3 separate regions of the Mus musculus genome follow, and all the other regions are linked to region 1. Evidence: chromatin contacts called from public Hi-C and HiChIP or PLAC-seq data. All regions are on one chromosome and are shown on one strand. Each heading gives the region's core, a stretch centred on a gene start, on an enhancer-like site or on the middle of the called end of the contact. The rest is flanking DNA. Distances are from core to core; before and after follow the strand shown.

Region 1 (5,082 bases), core at 881-3,380:
CCTCAACTAGTCAGAGGAGCACTGGAGGTGTCACAGTACTTGATTTGAGATTACTATGGAGCAGTAGGAGCAAACAGCACAGTACTGACACAACAGGTACACAGTGATCCACAGTGATCCACAGTGATCCACAGTGATCCACAGTGACACACAGTGATCCACAGTGATCCACAGTGATCCACAGTGACACACAGTGACCCACAGTGATCCACAGTGATCCACAGTGACACACAGTGACACACAGTGACACACAGTGATCCACAGTGACACACAGTGACACACAGTGACACACAGTGATCCACACAGTGCAACAGAGCAGGAGCCTCAGGAGCTACAGACACCTGAGGGTTTTTACCAAGGTGCCAAAGTTTTACACTAGAAAAAAAGCCCGTCAAGATTCCAAAGGACTAAGGGGTGCAGTAAGAAGAGGTGATTCTGTGTTAGGTACCTATCTGTGATACCCATGTGTTTAAAACCTGCCTCTTCCTGAGTTTTGGGATTAAAGTGTGAGATTTGATTCGTTTTTTGTTTTGTTCATGTGTAAGTTGTTGGCATTACATTTTAGTTTAGTACTGTTTGCCATTGTAGGTTTTATTTTATGATTGTTATTACCTCCAGATCCAGTGTTCTCAGAATTTTGTTTTTTGTTTTTTGTTTTTTAAGCCACTGCCATTTAAGTGTATCAAGTGCTTGTCAGTTACGTGGGCGTGTATGTGTGTGCTTCCGTCTGTTCGTCTGTCCCTCTCTGCTTTCCCACCTTAATTTTCCCTAGTAATCTGATTAGAATATTTTTTTGTTAGATTGGGTAATCAAATGGATAATCAAAAAGACTGTGCTTCAGCCTGGTGTGCTGATGGTGCCTTCTGAACAAACAACTGTGTTACTGATGTAGGTTGACTGTGAATACACCTGTGTGCAATCTTTGTTGTTTTGGGTCTTGAATTTATAGACTGCCCCTTCCAGGGAAGCTGTGAGTAAGAGCCATAGCTCTAGCTCTTGGTACTTTTTTTTGAAGACCATGTCCCTTTATATACTGCAGCTCAGGTTGTCCTGAAACGCGACCTTCTGCCCTCCAAGTGCTGAGATTACAAAAGTGTGTGTGTGTAACTTGTATATAAGTGTTTCTAAATACTTTTCTTCCTAAATATTTAAAATATCTTCTTGGTGCTGGTTTTAAGTAGGAGTGTTGGGAAATATAAATTACTGAGAGTTCATTGGTAATATACATAGAAACTCACAGTTATATACAATGTTTTCTTGTGGCCTTCCTAAACCCAGTGACTCTCAGAGTTCTTGTGAATGGCTTTCTTGGAATTATATATATATTCTAGATAAAGATATGGGAGTATCTAACATCTTAGAGAGTTTTACATCTTCTTTTTCAACAATGTCCTCCCCCCCCCCCCCAATCCCCTTAGGGACCTCAGGTGTATGTTTGCTGTAGGTTAAAGAAGTTTAGTTTGCTGGAGATGAATGTTATAAACTGAAAGGTTTTGGGTTGTATGTTGTTGGACTCTTGTGGTTGTGTCTTGTCTTCTTGATGGCTTTTGTCGTTATTTTCTTGTATATGTGGCCTTAGTTCCATGGGGCTTAATAATTTTTTTTGTCTTGAGATTTTTGGTGTTAGTTATTTAAAAATTAAAAATGAAGGTGTCAGGGAGATGGCTGAGTGGGTAGAGTGCTTCCTATGCAAGCATGAATGGAGGTGCTGTCTAACCCCACACTGGTAGGGTGGAGACAGGCTGATGACCCAGTAGAATCTACCCTTCTATTGTTCTTACTTGTACGTCATTTATAATTTGATAGCTGTCTCAAGTTGGTAGACCATTTTACCATGTGTGTTTGTGTGGTATGTGCACATATGTGTGCCAATCATGTGTGCAGAGGCTGTAGGAGAGGACATTAGATGTCCTGTTCTATTTATTTTTTGAAAGGTGGTCTCTCACTGAACCTGGAGCTGGGAGCCAGTGAGCTCCAGTGGACCACCCCACTATTCTACCCCTTGTTGCTAAAGTTACACAAGTGTGCCACTACAACCAGCATGTTTATGTGCTTTCTGGGGATAGGAGCGCAGCTCCTCATACCTGTGCTGTACACGTTGTTAGCCCTTCCCAGCTGAGCCAGCTCCCCAGCTCCACTTTCACTTTCCTAATCTGTTGCTGTACGAGGATACCTATGGTTTATAATAGAACAGTTCTTTTGAGTTCTGGCGTACAGTATTACTTCCATTTTTCTTTATTGTAATAAGTTTAAACATAATGGCCCACGTCTGTGGTTTAGAGGGAAGTTGTTAACGTGAAAAAAAAGTCTATTGAGCCAGGCATGGTGGTGCACAAGTTTCTCCCACCAATCCCGATCTTGTTCTTTTGAGTCAGGGTCTCTGTATAGTCCTTAGCTGCCCTGGAATTCACTATGTAGAGACCATGCTGTCCTTGAACTTATATAGAGATTCACCTTCCTCTGACTCTATAGCGTGCTGGGATTAAAGATGTGCACCACTGTGTCAGGCTCAGATACCCCTCATTTTATTCTGTTCTTATGTTTTAGTCCTTGTGGGAGATTTGAATTGAATAAAACTCCCTTTTCTTTTAATGAATGAGCCCTTACTCCATTGTAGTTTACATTTTGATCTTATGGCTCATATATATAATTACAGGTTGGAATTAGATTTGTACCAATTCTGTTCAATAAGTTGTCTATTCTTCTCTTGTATTAGTTTGGGGCCTCAGGGGTTTTAAGCCTACACTTTACCACCACACTTACTTCCTGGTAGCTTTTGGAGAGAAGACCATAAGGAGGTTGGTGTTAACATTTTGTGGGCAAGACCGAAATCCAGGAAGACTGTGATTTGAGATAACGGAATGGAGACTATGTTACAGAAATGAAGTAAGATGTTGACGATTTCTCCAGTTATCTCTGTATACCCTTCCTTCCAGTCTAGTGAGTCTAACAAATTTCAGTTTAAGAGATTAATGTCTGAACTCCATTATATGAAACAGTATATTAGTTTTGCTAAAATCTGTGCTTTCCTCCTCCTCCCCTTAGGACATTTGCTTCAAGATCCTATTGCACCCACCAACTCCACCTGCCAACACTATGTCTGCAAAACTTGTAAAGGCAAGAAAATGATGATGAAACCTTCATGTAGCTGGTGCAAAGACTATGAGCAGTTTGAGGAGAACAAGCAGTTAAGCATCCTAGTGAATTGCTACAAGAAACTGTGTGAATATATAACCCAGACGACACTGGCACGGGATATAATAGAAGCAGTTGACTGTTCTTCTGATATTTTGGCTTTGCTTAATGACGGATCATTGTTTTGTGAGGAGACCGAGAAACCTTCAGATTCATCCTTCACTCTGTGTTTGACACATTCCCCTTTACCTTCAACTTCAGAACCCACAGCTGATCCTCAAGCTAGCTTATCTCCAATGTCTGAGAGTACCCTCAGCATTGCCATTGGCAGTTCTGTTATCAATGGTTTGCCTACTTACAATGGGCTTTCAATAGATAGATTTGGTATAAATATCCCTTCACCTGAACATCCAAATACAATTGACGTGTGTAATACTGTTGATATAAAAACTGAGGATCTGTCTGACAACCTGCCACCTGTCTGTGACACGGTAGCCACTGACTTGTGCTCCACAGGTATTGATATCTGTAGTTTCAGTGAAGATATAAAACCCGGTGACTCTCTTTTGCTGAGTGTTGAGGAAGTACTCCGCAGCTTAGAAACTGTTTCAAATACAGAAGTTTGCTGTCCTAATTTGCAGCCAAACTTGGAAGCCACTGTATCCAATGGACCTTTTTTGCAGCTTTCTTCCCAGTCTCTTAGCCATAATGTTTTCATGTCCACCAGCCCTGCACTTCATGGGTTATCATGTACAGCAGCAACTCCCAAGGTAGCAAAGTTGAATCGAAAACGATCCAGATCTGAAAGTGACAGTGAGAAAGTTCAGCCACTTCCAATTTCTACCATTATCCGAGGCCCAACACTGGGGGCATCTGCTCCTGTGACTGTGAAGCGGGAAAGCAAAATCTCTCTTCAACCTATAGCAACTGTTCCCAATGGAGGCACGACACCCAAGATCAGCAAGACTGTACTTTTATCTACTAAAAGCATGAAAAAGAGTCATGAACATGGATCCAAGAAATCTCACTCTAAATCCAAGCCAGGTATTCTTAAAAAAGACAAAGCAGTAAAGGAAAAGATGCCTAGTCATCATTTTATGCCAGGAAGCCCTACCAAGACTGTGTACAAAAAGCCCCAGGAAAAGAAAGGATGTAAATGTGGGCGTGCTACTCAAAATCCAAGTGTTCTTACATGCCGCGGCCAACGCTGCCCTTGCTACTCTAACCGGAAAGCCTGCTTAGATTGTATATGTCGTGGCTGCCAAAACTCCTATATGGCCAATGGGGAGAAGAAGCTGGAGGCATTTGCGGTGCCAGAAAAGGCCTTGGAGCAGACCAGGCTCACTTTGGGCATTAATGTGACTAGCATTGCTGTGCGTAACGCAAGTACCAGCACCAGTGTAATTAATGTCACAGGGTCCCCTGTAACGACATTTTTGGCTGCCAGTACACATGATGATAAAAGTTTGGATGAAGCTATAGATATGAGATTCGACTGTTAAATCAGTGGGTCTTTAAACCTACCCCTTGGTAGGAAATAGCTACAGTTTTACGGCAGCTATGGTTCTGTTGGTTTAACTTGCCGGAGCTCCTGCATATAGATCACTTGTATCAAGTGTTTTCATTGCTAAGTTATATGTGTTAGTGTCGGGGAAATAGTTTGCAGATAATGGAGGAGTAACCCTACAACTATATGTTCTTAGTTCTTACAGAACCTCATAGTTTGAGAACAAATGCTGATGCAACTGATTTATACAAAATGAACTTTGGCAAGGAAATAACAATAACCTCATTGTTTATGGTCATGCTTTGTGCATAATCAAAGTTGATGATTAAAATGTAAGGAAGTGGTATCAGTCAGTCCATAAAGATTGCGCTAATTTTTTTGTGAAAAAGTAGCCATTAGTTTATCAGGAGACTTTGTGCTGCCTTCAAATGCCGCACTGA
Region 2 (5,082 bases), core at 1,862-4,361, 650 kb before region 1:
GTGTGTGTGTGTGTGTGTGTGTGTGTGTGTGTGTGTGTGTGCATTTGCAGATTTGCAGGTGGGTTGTGTGCTCGTGCAGGTGTGTGTGCACATATACCTAAAGAGGCACAAGGGTGATGATATGTGTCTTCCTTGATCACTCCCCCGAGGTGGAAGTCCCTGGCTGTGTCATGCGATGCAGACTCACGTGGTGTTTTGCTGAGGTAAGACCCATGGAAGGACAGGTAATATTTGGAGAGAGTACAAGTAGGACTCAATGGATAGTGATAGAATGCTAGCACAGCTAGATTTGTTGGTCTGGCGTCTTTGCTCATCTTCACTTCATTGAGAGAGGCACAGCAGAGAACTTCTCCTGGGGTCCCAGCTGGTTCTAGTAGCTTCCGCTGACTCATGCAGTTCTGCAGAGACCTGGCTGTTTCTGCTGGATCGCACAACCACTGTTGATTCCTGTTCGGTATCCTGACACTACTGAAGTGGACTCCTGGTCTCCTGGCAAATGAAGATGAGAACTGGCCCAAAGAACTACTTCTAAACAGGCCCACATCCCCTCGTCCTATTTACCATCTTTTCTCCCCTGCCTTTGGTTGGTGGACTAGAAGGGTGGTTGAAGCATTTAAGAACCCTTATTAAAGTAGATTTTGAAGACTCTAAGCCTGCACTCCCCACTTTATTTACTGAGGTAGAATCTCCTAGTTGAACCCAAAGCTCACCTATGCAGCTAGTCTAGCTGACCATCTAGCTTGACCATCTGCTGTCCCTGCCTTCTGGGAGATGGAACTGCAGGCTTGTCACCACCATCACGCAGCGTGTACAGGAGTTCTGGAGATCCCCGGTCCACTCCACACACTTGTGTAACAACTGCTCCACCCACTGAGCCATCTCCTCAACAACAACAACAAAAAAATCCAAGTTTGAAAGTTTTCAGAGCTCTTCACAGTGTGTGTGTGTGTGTGTGTGTGTGTGTGTGTGTGTGTGTGTGTGTGTACAAGCACACACCATGACTAAAGCTGAACACTTAAATATTCTTGGAACTTATGACACTCACTTGTCACCTTTGGGTTTATTATGAGATTTGTGCTGTTACTCAGAAAGTATCTTTGCTTTGAATCAATGTTGGGAAAATGAGACACAGATTCCAAACAATTTTATTTTTCAACAGCGGCTTAGCTGTGAACTTAAGAGCTGTGTGCAGAAACAAATAGAGAAGCCTGGCCTGGAGCCAGGAGCCAGAAGCCAGGGCCCATCAAACTCAGGTTCCACGCATCAGTTTTACAGCCCTGATCAAAGAGATCTCAGTGTTCCAAGGATCAAACCAAGGGCCTCACGTACACCCACACACAACCATTGGGCTACAGCCCAGCCACATATTTCTGTTGCAAAGTCAGTCCACTTGTGTTCTCCTTGAGTGCTTCCTCTTCTGTTTTGTCTAGAGTCAGGGGGTGTTGGCCTCGTGATGCCAACATGATCGGTAGCTCTTCCCTCCTTCTCTTCAGCAGCTCGGTACAGACAGTGTCTATTTGTGTACCCTCTTAGACTCCTGACTTTCAAGTGTACCGAGCACTCACTGACATGTCATCTCAGCTCTGGCTGCAGGACCCTCGTGACACTGACTCCTTTTTCCTAAGGATTTCACTCCTTCGTGTGAACCTCCATGAGCGCCTGGCATTTTTGTTCACTGGGCAGACATTTACTTTGAGCCTTTAGCACAGGGTAGAATCTGCAGGGGTTTTAATGGGTGCGGGGGTGTTTGGTGGTTGTTGTTGTTTTCCCAAATGGGAATGAATACAAGAGAACAAAAAGAGGGGGGAGTCACAGCAAGTTGAGATCAACCCTTGAAAAGTGAAAGCTTCACAATGCTACAGTTTCTGATCTTGTGTGTTCTTGTGAGTGATGACAGTTATTTCTTTTTGTTCGGTTGGTTGGTTTTGTTTTATTTTGTTTTGTTTTTGTTTTGTTTTGTTTTCCAGACAGGGTTAAAGACGCGGGCCAGGACACCTGGCCTGAGATGACAGTGTTTGTTTGTTTGTTTGTTTGTTTTGTTTTGTTTTGTTTTTGAGACAGGGTTTCTCTGTATAGCCTTGGCTGTCCTGGAACTCACTCTGTAGACCAGGCTGGCCTCAAACTCAGAAATCCACCTGTCTTTGCCCCCCCCCCCCAAGGTGTTGGGATTAAAGGCGTGCGCCACCACTGCCCAGCAAGATGACAGTATTTGTAATCACAGTGGCATTCTGGCTGCGCACTGTTCCTAGAGAATCCCAAATTGTCCCCTGAAATCAATTACGGAGCCCCCAAAGTCCCGACTCAGCATTCTCTAGGAGCTTTATTTATGATCTCAAAGTAAACTTAAAAGTATCCTTGAACTTTGGACAAATTGATCTGGGGTGGGGGGCCTTGTGCAGCTGCGGCTGCAGGCACGACCTTAGGATGAGCAAGTATGAAAAACTTGCTGAAGGTCCCTAGGCAATCTCGAGGCCTGTAGTGTGTGGTAGGTGAGCAGTTCAGGTAGCAGAGTAAAGGTAAGAGCTACCTCGTGCTATTTCGGGTCCCTGGAGGGCTTCTGTTCAGGTTCTCTTCTGTGTGGATCAGTTTCCGGCCTCTCCCAGGGCTGCCGATTGCTCGCTAAGGGATGCAAGGAGTGAACATTGCATCTTCTTTGTGAGCCTCCCACTCTGGCAAGGAATCACCAGGGTCCCAGGAGCCGGAAAACCAAAACCAAACCTACAGTTTGGGTCAACAGGGATGTTGCTCTGACTTCACCAACTATGCACAATGCTTTAGATTGAATGATCGGGGGGGGGGGGGGGGGTGGACGACTGGGATAAAGGTGAGTGGCTTGCAGAGTAGAGCAGAGGCAGAGAAAAGGGACCACTGGGCACATGCTCTGGTGTCAGTGAATGCAGAGAGAGAGGACATGGTGGCAGCTAAACTTGCAAGTGACAATGGAGAAACTCTATGTTCCGGTCTAAGCCTGGGGACTTTCTCCAACTGAGCCTTGGTTCCAGGAAAACTAGCCTGGGCTTTTCCCTTTCTCTCATCGGGAAGCCCACGGAGCTTCCTCTCTAGTGGGAACAAATGGATTTTTTTTTTCAGAATTCGCCACAAGGTGGCACCAGACACCGGTAGACGCAATGAAGTCGCTTCCCGCCGGGTGGGCGGTAGAATTGGGCCACCGGATCAGGTCAGGCCGGATTCAAAGGAAAAAGATCCGCATCCCCAGAAAAGTCACACAGGCCAAAGAAGGAAATAGGCCCACGGAAAACAAGACGCCTATTTTAAAGAGAAAGGGAGGAGTATCACAGAGGAGAGATATCATCGGCATTGCAACTCCTCAGTAAAACGGAAAGTTTCGCAAGAAACCTTGACTAGACAGTAAAGTGCGGGAAACGGGCGCTTGACGTGACAGGGGACAGTAACGTGTGGGAAGCAATCGATGGAGAGCCCAGAGAGGCAATTACAGGCCTGCAGGTGGATGCAAGTGGTGTCTGGAGACAGGGACTGGTGGAGGAGAAATCGGCCTGTGACTGACCTCTTGGCAATTGCTGGCATTTTCCAATGATAAAACGAGTGTGTCAATAAGCCCAACACAAATGAGTACTGTGAGCGATGACACAGTAAGGAAGCCGCCAAACTGGCCGCTCCACGATTGGGGGAAGATTTTATTGTGAATGGGGCAGGGGGGCAAGGGGGCGGGGTGGGGGGCCCAGAGACAGAGAGACAGAGACAGAGACAGAGAGAACATCCAGAGGCACCTGGAAGAGTCCAGAGCAGAGGGAGAAATAAGCAGATTGGACATGGCCAGCACTATTGGGAGCAGAGAGAAAGGTGTGTGTGTGTGTGTGTGTGTGTGTGTGTGTGTGTGTGTGTGTGTGTGTGTCATAGAATAGTCTTGAGACTAGCCAGAGTAGCAAGGAGTATGGTATAGAATAGCATACGAGGGAAAGGGGAAAAAGTCTTATAGAGAGCTGGCTGGTTTCTGGGAGGAAGGAAGCCTGTGAATGGAGGCAGCCTGGGAGTTAGCAAAGTGGGGGAGGAGTGGCAAGGGCCAGGGTGCTAACCTGGGCTTTGGGGTGTAAGTAGGGTCTGAGGAAACCTGGAGGCCAGCATAGACTTTGATCTGCAGCCATGGGTATGTATCAATGGACAGCCACATGTCCCCTCTGCCAGAGGCAAGGGACACGACTCCTTTTGGCAGAGGGAATCCCATTTCACAAGTTCCTGAGGAAAGCTGGCTTTTATCTAACCACCAATAATCCTCCTATAGTCTTCCTTGAGCTGAGCCAAGTCTGTCAGGGTGTTTGTTTTTTGTTTTGTTTGACATAGATACTTTCCAAGACCTGACAAGTTAGCAGCAGAAATACATACTGTTGCTCTCTTTCAAATTTTTACTTTTGTATGTGTGTGGAGGGTGTGTGCATGTGTGTGTGTGTGTGTGTGTGTGTGTGTGTGTGTGTGTGTTGTGCCACTGTGCGGACGCCAGGGAACCCCTTTGTGGCATTTGCTCCCTCCTGCCCCTTCTGTGGTTTCCAGGCGTGGGTTGAGCCCAGGTCTCCAGGCCTGCTCTGCCAACGCCTTTAGCCATCTGAGCCACCTCACTGGACTTAATTCATCTTGAGAATTAGTTTGTCCCATCGTCTTCTTGGTTATCCCTATGGGCTGATGATTTCAGGTAGATTTTTATTGACGGATAGCCTTTCTCCTCGGCGTGCTCAACTCTGCCCCACCTGTGGCCAGGAGAGACTCCTTTTAGACTGGTTATGTAAAGTTTTGACTGACCCAATTGTTCAAAACTTGGTTTTCTGATGGAGCAAGGAGTAAATGTTCTAGAATTCCCACAAGCCTTTCCCTTCCAGACCAGACACAGAATTAGCTATTGTTCTACGAAAACCTTGACTTCTTGGAGGATAAACAACGTTGAGAACCAAAATGACGTCATCGGTGTGCATTGTGGAGGGGTTTGATTCTACCCTGCCACTTCAACAGGAAAAAGCAAAAGCACTTTTTTTTTTTAACACCAAACTATGGGTTTCAAATGGTGTGACTTCCAACTTCAGGTGGCACAAAAGACTTGTGCATTTTATGCAG
Region 3 (5,082 bases), core at 707-3,206, 580 kb before region 1:
TTGTTGTTTTGTTCTGAGGCAGGGTTTCTCTATTATGTAGTTCTTGCTTCGCTGACCAGGTTTGCCTTGAATTTCCAGAGTGCTTTCTGTCTCTGTCTCCCAAGTGCTGGGATTAAAGGCATGCACACCTGGCTACACCCTCTGTTCAACACCCTTTTGCTTAAACTTAGCCTAAGTTTTCTAAACCTCATCTATCAAATTTAGCTAAAATTTGCTTTTTTTTTTAAACACATACTACTGTCCATATCACATCCCCACACAACATGAGTTAAGATTATCTACAGGAACATGCCTATCTCACTAAGAGGGATCAAAGCACAGGATGACTGGCAAGAGGGAAGTAAAGTCAAAATTGAACTGAACTCTCAGCACTCCCAAGAGAAAACAAAAACTAGGAAAATTCACGTGAAAGGAGTTCTTAAACATTCACCTATACTTCCACCAGGTGGCGCTATTAGCTGTGTCCCAATGTTGGTGCCTTCCTGTGTTCTGCTACTGGAATTCCTTTCCAGGACATCAGCATGCTCCTTTTTAATTACATGCTTCCAAGTGTCCTTAACTGAATCTATGTACAAACACAGCAATAAACAGCTAACTAGATAATACAGTGCTCTAAGAGGGATCTGGGATGAGGGGGTGGGGAGATGATAGGGCCAATTCTCATAGAAATGGAATAGTAGTGGAGAGGGAGAGAGCTCTAAACATAGTTTGCCTCCTGCAGACATGAGGACCTGAGTTCAAACCACAGAACCCATGTAAAAAGAAAAAGCAGAAATGGAAATGGTGGTGTACTTGTAATCCCAGCTCTGGGAAGGCAGAGACAAAGGCAGATCTCCAGGGTCAGCCAGCCTAGTGCAATTAGTGCATTCCAGATTGGTAAAAGGTGCTGTCATAAACTCCTCAGGACAGCTTCTGAGGAGCACACACACAAACACACTCACTCACAAATTTACTTACCTTGGAACTCAACAACAGGTTAAATAAACATTTTAAAGCAAAAGCAACCACATAGCTTTATCTGTCTGTACCTCAGATAATGAATGGTCTGAAGCATAGAGGGCCTGGATTGCCTCAATGAAAACCCCCAGTCCTTGCCTGTGTTTCTTTTCCCGTTTAACACTGGACTGCTACAAGCACTTTGAGGAGAGATTTTCTTTTAATTAGACCCCTATTCTTTCCAATATAATTATGCCTGTCTCTTTGACTGGCTTGTATTTTAATACTTAGTTACACCAAAAAGGGCTTTACTGTATGTAAATCAACTAAGTATGGAACCAAACAGCTACCAAGATGACTTAAAACACAGAATCAGTCTCCCACATACATAATCTTATATTGTTATTCAATACTCACTAAATTTTATATACCTTCCAACTGTTCATACTTTTTGTGACAGCCATCAAATTTGGAGACAACTAAATATTCATAGTAAAAGAGAAACTAGCATCCTACTATTATAAAATTGCCTTGTCTTTATAGATCCCTTAGTCAACTACAAATCTAAATCAATGAGTACACCAGACCAAAATATCTATACTTCACCTATTTCTATAAATTAATTAAGAACACCTAATATTAAGTTTGTCAAGACAGTCACTTGTGATCTCAAATGCCCTTAACCCCAGTACTCAAAAGAGACACAGGCAGATCTCTGAATTCAAGACCAACCTGGTCTATATAGAAAGTCCCAGGACAGCCAGGGCTACTCAATGAGACCCTGTCTCAAAGAAAGGCTATCAAACCATCTAACCAGGAAACGCTGAGGAAGGAGAATGTTTGCCATTGGCATAGGTCATGAGCAATGGGACCCTTTTTTGGCAAGTTAGATGTTCCTGTCTGAAAACAACTAGTGGCGGAGGAAGGGGGGGGGGGACATCTACAGGGAAATCTACCATGCTAGTTACACATACAGTCTGCTGTGCTTTAACTCATCACTTGACAATTTCCTGTTTCTGATAAGAATCAGCTAAGTAACAGTACCCAAGTAACTAAGTCAGGAAGTTTAGATGGGTTACAATCTCTCAGTGAACTATGAAAGGAGAAAAATCAACAATAACTTTGATATGCTACAGCAGGCATAAAGAGAAGGAAATTTACAAGATTACTGTAATCAACATTTTAAGCCACAACATCATATAGTTTATATTGCTAAATATTCTAACTAATGAAACACTCTACTACTTACAAAACAAAAATTAGAAGCACATCAGAAATAGAGGATTAAATCAAGTTGTTTTGTTGAGTTTGGTTTGGTTTTATTTTCTTATTGTTTGGTCAGTTGTAATCACATGTAGCCCAGGCTGGCCTTAAAACTCACTATATAGGTGAGGATGATCTTGGCTTTGAACTACTGATATTCCTACCTCCAATCCCAAATGCAGAAATTTTAGACCTGTATCACCATGCTCAGCACGATTAGGTTCTTTTAAAGATAGGGAACAATTTTATCATATTTTATTCAGGTTTGAATGATTACTTTGGATACATAACCAAGATGAGAAAACAAGAAAGATGAAAAAGTAAAAGGGTATTGTGCATATAAAATTCACTTGTTCATTCAACAAATATTAACTGAATAAATGTACACTAGGAGAACAAACCAAGTTCTGAAAACAAAGGAAGAGAAATCAAGTATTCTGCTAATAAAAGGAATTCTAGTGAAACTCCTGTTTCTTCAACTCATTTATACACGCCTTAGACTAACACAAGAGTAACACATTCCCTATATGATGATTTTGTCAGTCATCACAAAATCTTACTTTCTATCCTCTCTGAATTAAAATAAATTTACCCAAGATTACATCCTCTCGGGCTGGAGAGATGGCTCAGGGGCTGCTCTGCCACAGAAAGGACCCAGCTTCTGCATGGCTTCTCTCAACTATCCCTAACTCCAGTCCTGACATCCTCTCACACACAGACAGACAGACATGCAGGCAATAACACCAATGCACATAAAAAACAATAAATAAAAGAACATACCAATTCTGGAATCTGAAGAGAGGATTATGTTTTATAATAACTAAAGGAGCAACCAGTAAAATAGTAAACAATCTTGCTAAAGTAAATTACAATCATACAATTATAATACAAACTGTGAAAATGTATAACAAAGAATTGCATTAATATAAGACATTAGTTATTAGTTAAAGAGTTATTACCCTAATCCTTAGGTTACTGGATGGCTAAGAAACAAAATAGAATCACAATTGACTACATCCATTTTAAAGTGTTCTGAATGAGATAAAAATAACTGATGGGGTCAAGGATGTAGCTCTGGGTATATCGCCTGCCTAGAGCATGAAGCTCTGCTGAGCTCAATCATCATCACCACATAAAACCAGATGTAGTAGCACATGCCTGTAGTTCCAGAACTGGGGAGGTAGAGACAGAGGATCCAAGATCATCCTTAGTTTAAAGCCAGGATGAGTTAAAAGAGACCCATCTCAAAACAAGAACAAATTTACCAACAAGGAACACTGAATTACTTCTACTTAAAATTTCACATGTAAAGCTGGAGACAATCCTCAACACACACACACAAATCCTATGTTGAAATCCAAGCCCCAGCACCTTAGAATATGGCTATCTGGGTAGCTTCAGAATGTAAATGAGATAAATGAGTTTACCAACAGGCCCTTATCCAGTATGACTGGTGTTCCTGTAAGAGAAGTTTGGTTCACTTAAAGAGAAAGCAGTTATCCAGAAGCCCAAGACAGGAGGAAAGTTAACATACAGAAGAGGAGGCTCTCAAGAACTCTGCTGATACCCTAACCTCAGACTTACTATCTCACCAAGGCTCAAGGGTTATGGAAGAAGAGGGGACAGAAAGACTGCAAAAGCCAGAGGCAATATACAAGGAAACTGGTTTTCCAGACACAATATGGCAGCTGCATATGAATTCATGGCAGTCGTAACAACACGCACAAGATCTGCACAAGCTCAAGCCAAACAAAATCTCAATGTGGAGGGGAGGGACACAAAGTCCTAAACCTATTGAGGAACTATTGGTAAATGACAGCTACCAGGAAAGGGTGGTTTTAGTTTTAAGGATGTGGCCCCTAGGTGGTCTAACTAGTGCCAGTGGAAGGCCATATAACTCAGTGTAGTAGATAGGTAGTACTAACATGACTTCATGGGTTTAAAAAAAAAAAAAGGTGAAGACACAAAGTTGGGTGGATATGGCTTGTGGGTATGGGAGGAGATGTGCAAGAGGGATGAAAATGTTCAAAATACAATGTATGAAATTCTGAAAGAATTACTAAAAACACTTTTTAATATAAATTCCAGGATTGGCAAGACAACTCAACAGTTAAGAGCATACATCATTCTTGCAAAGAACCAGAGTTTAGCTCCCAACACCCATATCATGTGGCTAACATTTGCCTATTAACATCAGCTCCAAGGGATCCAACACCTCTGGTTTTCGCAAGCACCAGCATCGATGTGTATACACACACACACACACACACACACACACACACACACACACCTATACATTCTATGACTTATTAATTACATGTATAGGGAACTGGTCTATTATTACTTTAAAATCCTAGCACGTTTCACAGCACTACTCCTCTGTCAGACACCTCCATTTGCCTTTCTTAGAAATTTCCTGTTGCAACCCACCCTAAACCCAGTTAACTGTATGACCAAGCCAATGATCTGGATTAATAAACCCTATTCAGTCACCTCCCTCTCAACTCGCTGCCCTTGTATCCTTTTAACAGGATTCAAGTGAATGTACAGTAACAGCATTCTGGCCATATACATAAGGAGCCAAGCAGCTTACTAAGATAATGAAGCATCCTTTAAGTGGTCTCCTGTTCCCAGTCTCACTTTCTTCTATTTGGAAGAATTTAATTGTCATTTTTAGAAAAAGTTAGCTGGAAACGTGAATTTTTCCTTTACTATTTACTAAGTGGCCTTGAGAGTTAAACTGAATGAAGTTTCAAATGAATTTGCCTTGAGTTACAATGAACTTATTATTTTTGTGGTCCTTAAAACTCTACAAAGACAAGAACTCTTTCAACACGAGAGAAACTAAAGTCATGAGAAAATTCTAGGAAGGTGGCAAAAGAG

What was found. Hi-C and Micro-C count contacts between places; a contact is called where the count stands out from the background. HiChIP or PLAC-seq counts read pairs in DNA pulled down with a chosen protein or histone mark.
Region 2: an H3K27ac HiChIP or PLAC-seq map of regulatory T cells shows a contact between it and region 1, with 7 times the contacts expected there. The contact joins two enhancer-like sites. A contact is called at or near these places in 2 of 484 Hi-C or Micro-C datasets (CD4 T cells and cortical neurons), 10 of 115 datasets of contacts at active chromatin or transcription factors (the 230-238 cell line, the NIH/3T3 cell line, bone marrow-derived macrophages and 7 more) and 1 of 9 other capture datasets (adipose tissue).
Region 3: a contact with region 1 is called in a Hi-C map of memory CD8 T cells, with 2.7 times the contacts expected there. The contact joins two enhancer-like sites. A contact is called at or near these places in 2 of 484 Hi-C or Micro-C datasets (bone marrow-derived macrophages and memory CD8 T cells) and 1 of 115 datasets of contacts at active chromatin or transcription factors (memory CD8 T cells).

The regions. Positions count from the first base shown.
Region 1 is chr9:101,097,526-101,102,607 of GRCm38.p6, forward strand. It overlaps Msl2 (MSL complex subunit 2), which reads left to right. Exons shown (of 2, transcript NM_001100451.2): 2 at 3,046-5,082. The coding sequence ends at 4,637. Among named protein-coding and RNA genes, the nearest start is that of Msl2, 25 kb to the left of the region's middle. Within about 2 kb of position 2,131, at least 42 of the 459 cell types and tissues checked have an H3K27ac peak or open chromatin away from gene starts, as enhancers often do. A contact at or near this core is called in memory CD8 T cells and regulatory T cells, where this site is marked.
Region 2 is chr9:100,451,265-100,456,346 of GRCm38.p6, forward strand. Gm28166 (a long non-coding RNA gene) reads left to right here. Exons shown (of 3, transcript XR_871066.2): 2 at 150-203; 3 at 397-1,762. Among named protein-coding and RNA genes, the nearest start is that of Gm28166, 3.8 kb to the left of the region's middle. Within about 2 kb of position 3,112, at least 100 of the 459 cell types and tissues checked have an H3K27ac peak or open chromatin away from gene starts, as enhancers often do. A contact at or near this core is called in memory CD8 T cells and regulatory T cells, where this site is marked.
Region 3 is chr9:100,520,320-100,525,401 of GRCm38.p6, forward strand. All of the region lies in intron 1 of Nck1 (non-catalytic region of tyrosine kinase adaptor protein 1), which reads right to left. Among named protein-coding and RNA genes, the nearest start is that of Gm46139, 17 kb to the right of the region's middle. Within about 2 kb of position 1,957, at least 23 of the 459 cell types and tissues checked have an H3K27ac peak or open chromatin away from gene starts, as enhancers often do. A contact at or near this core is called in memory CD8 T cells, where this site is marked.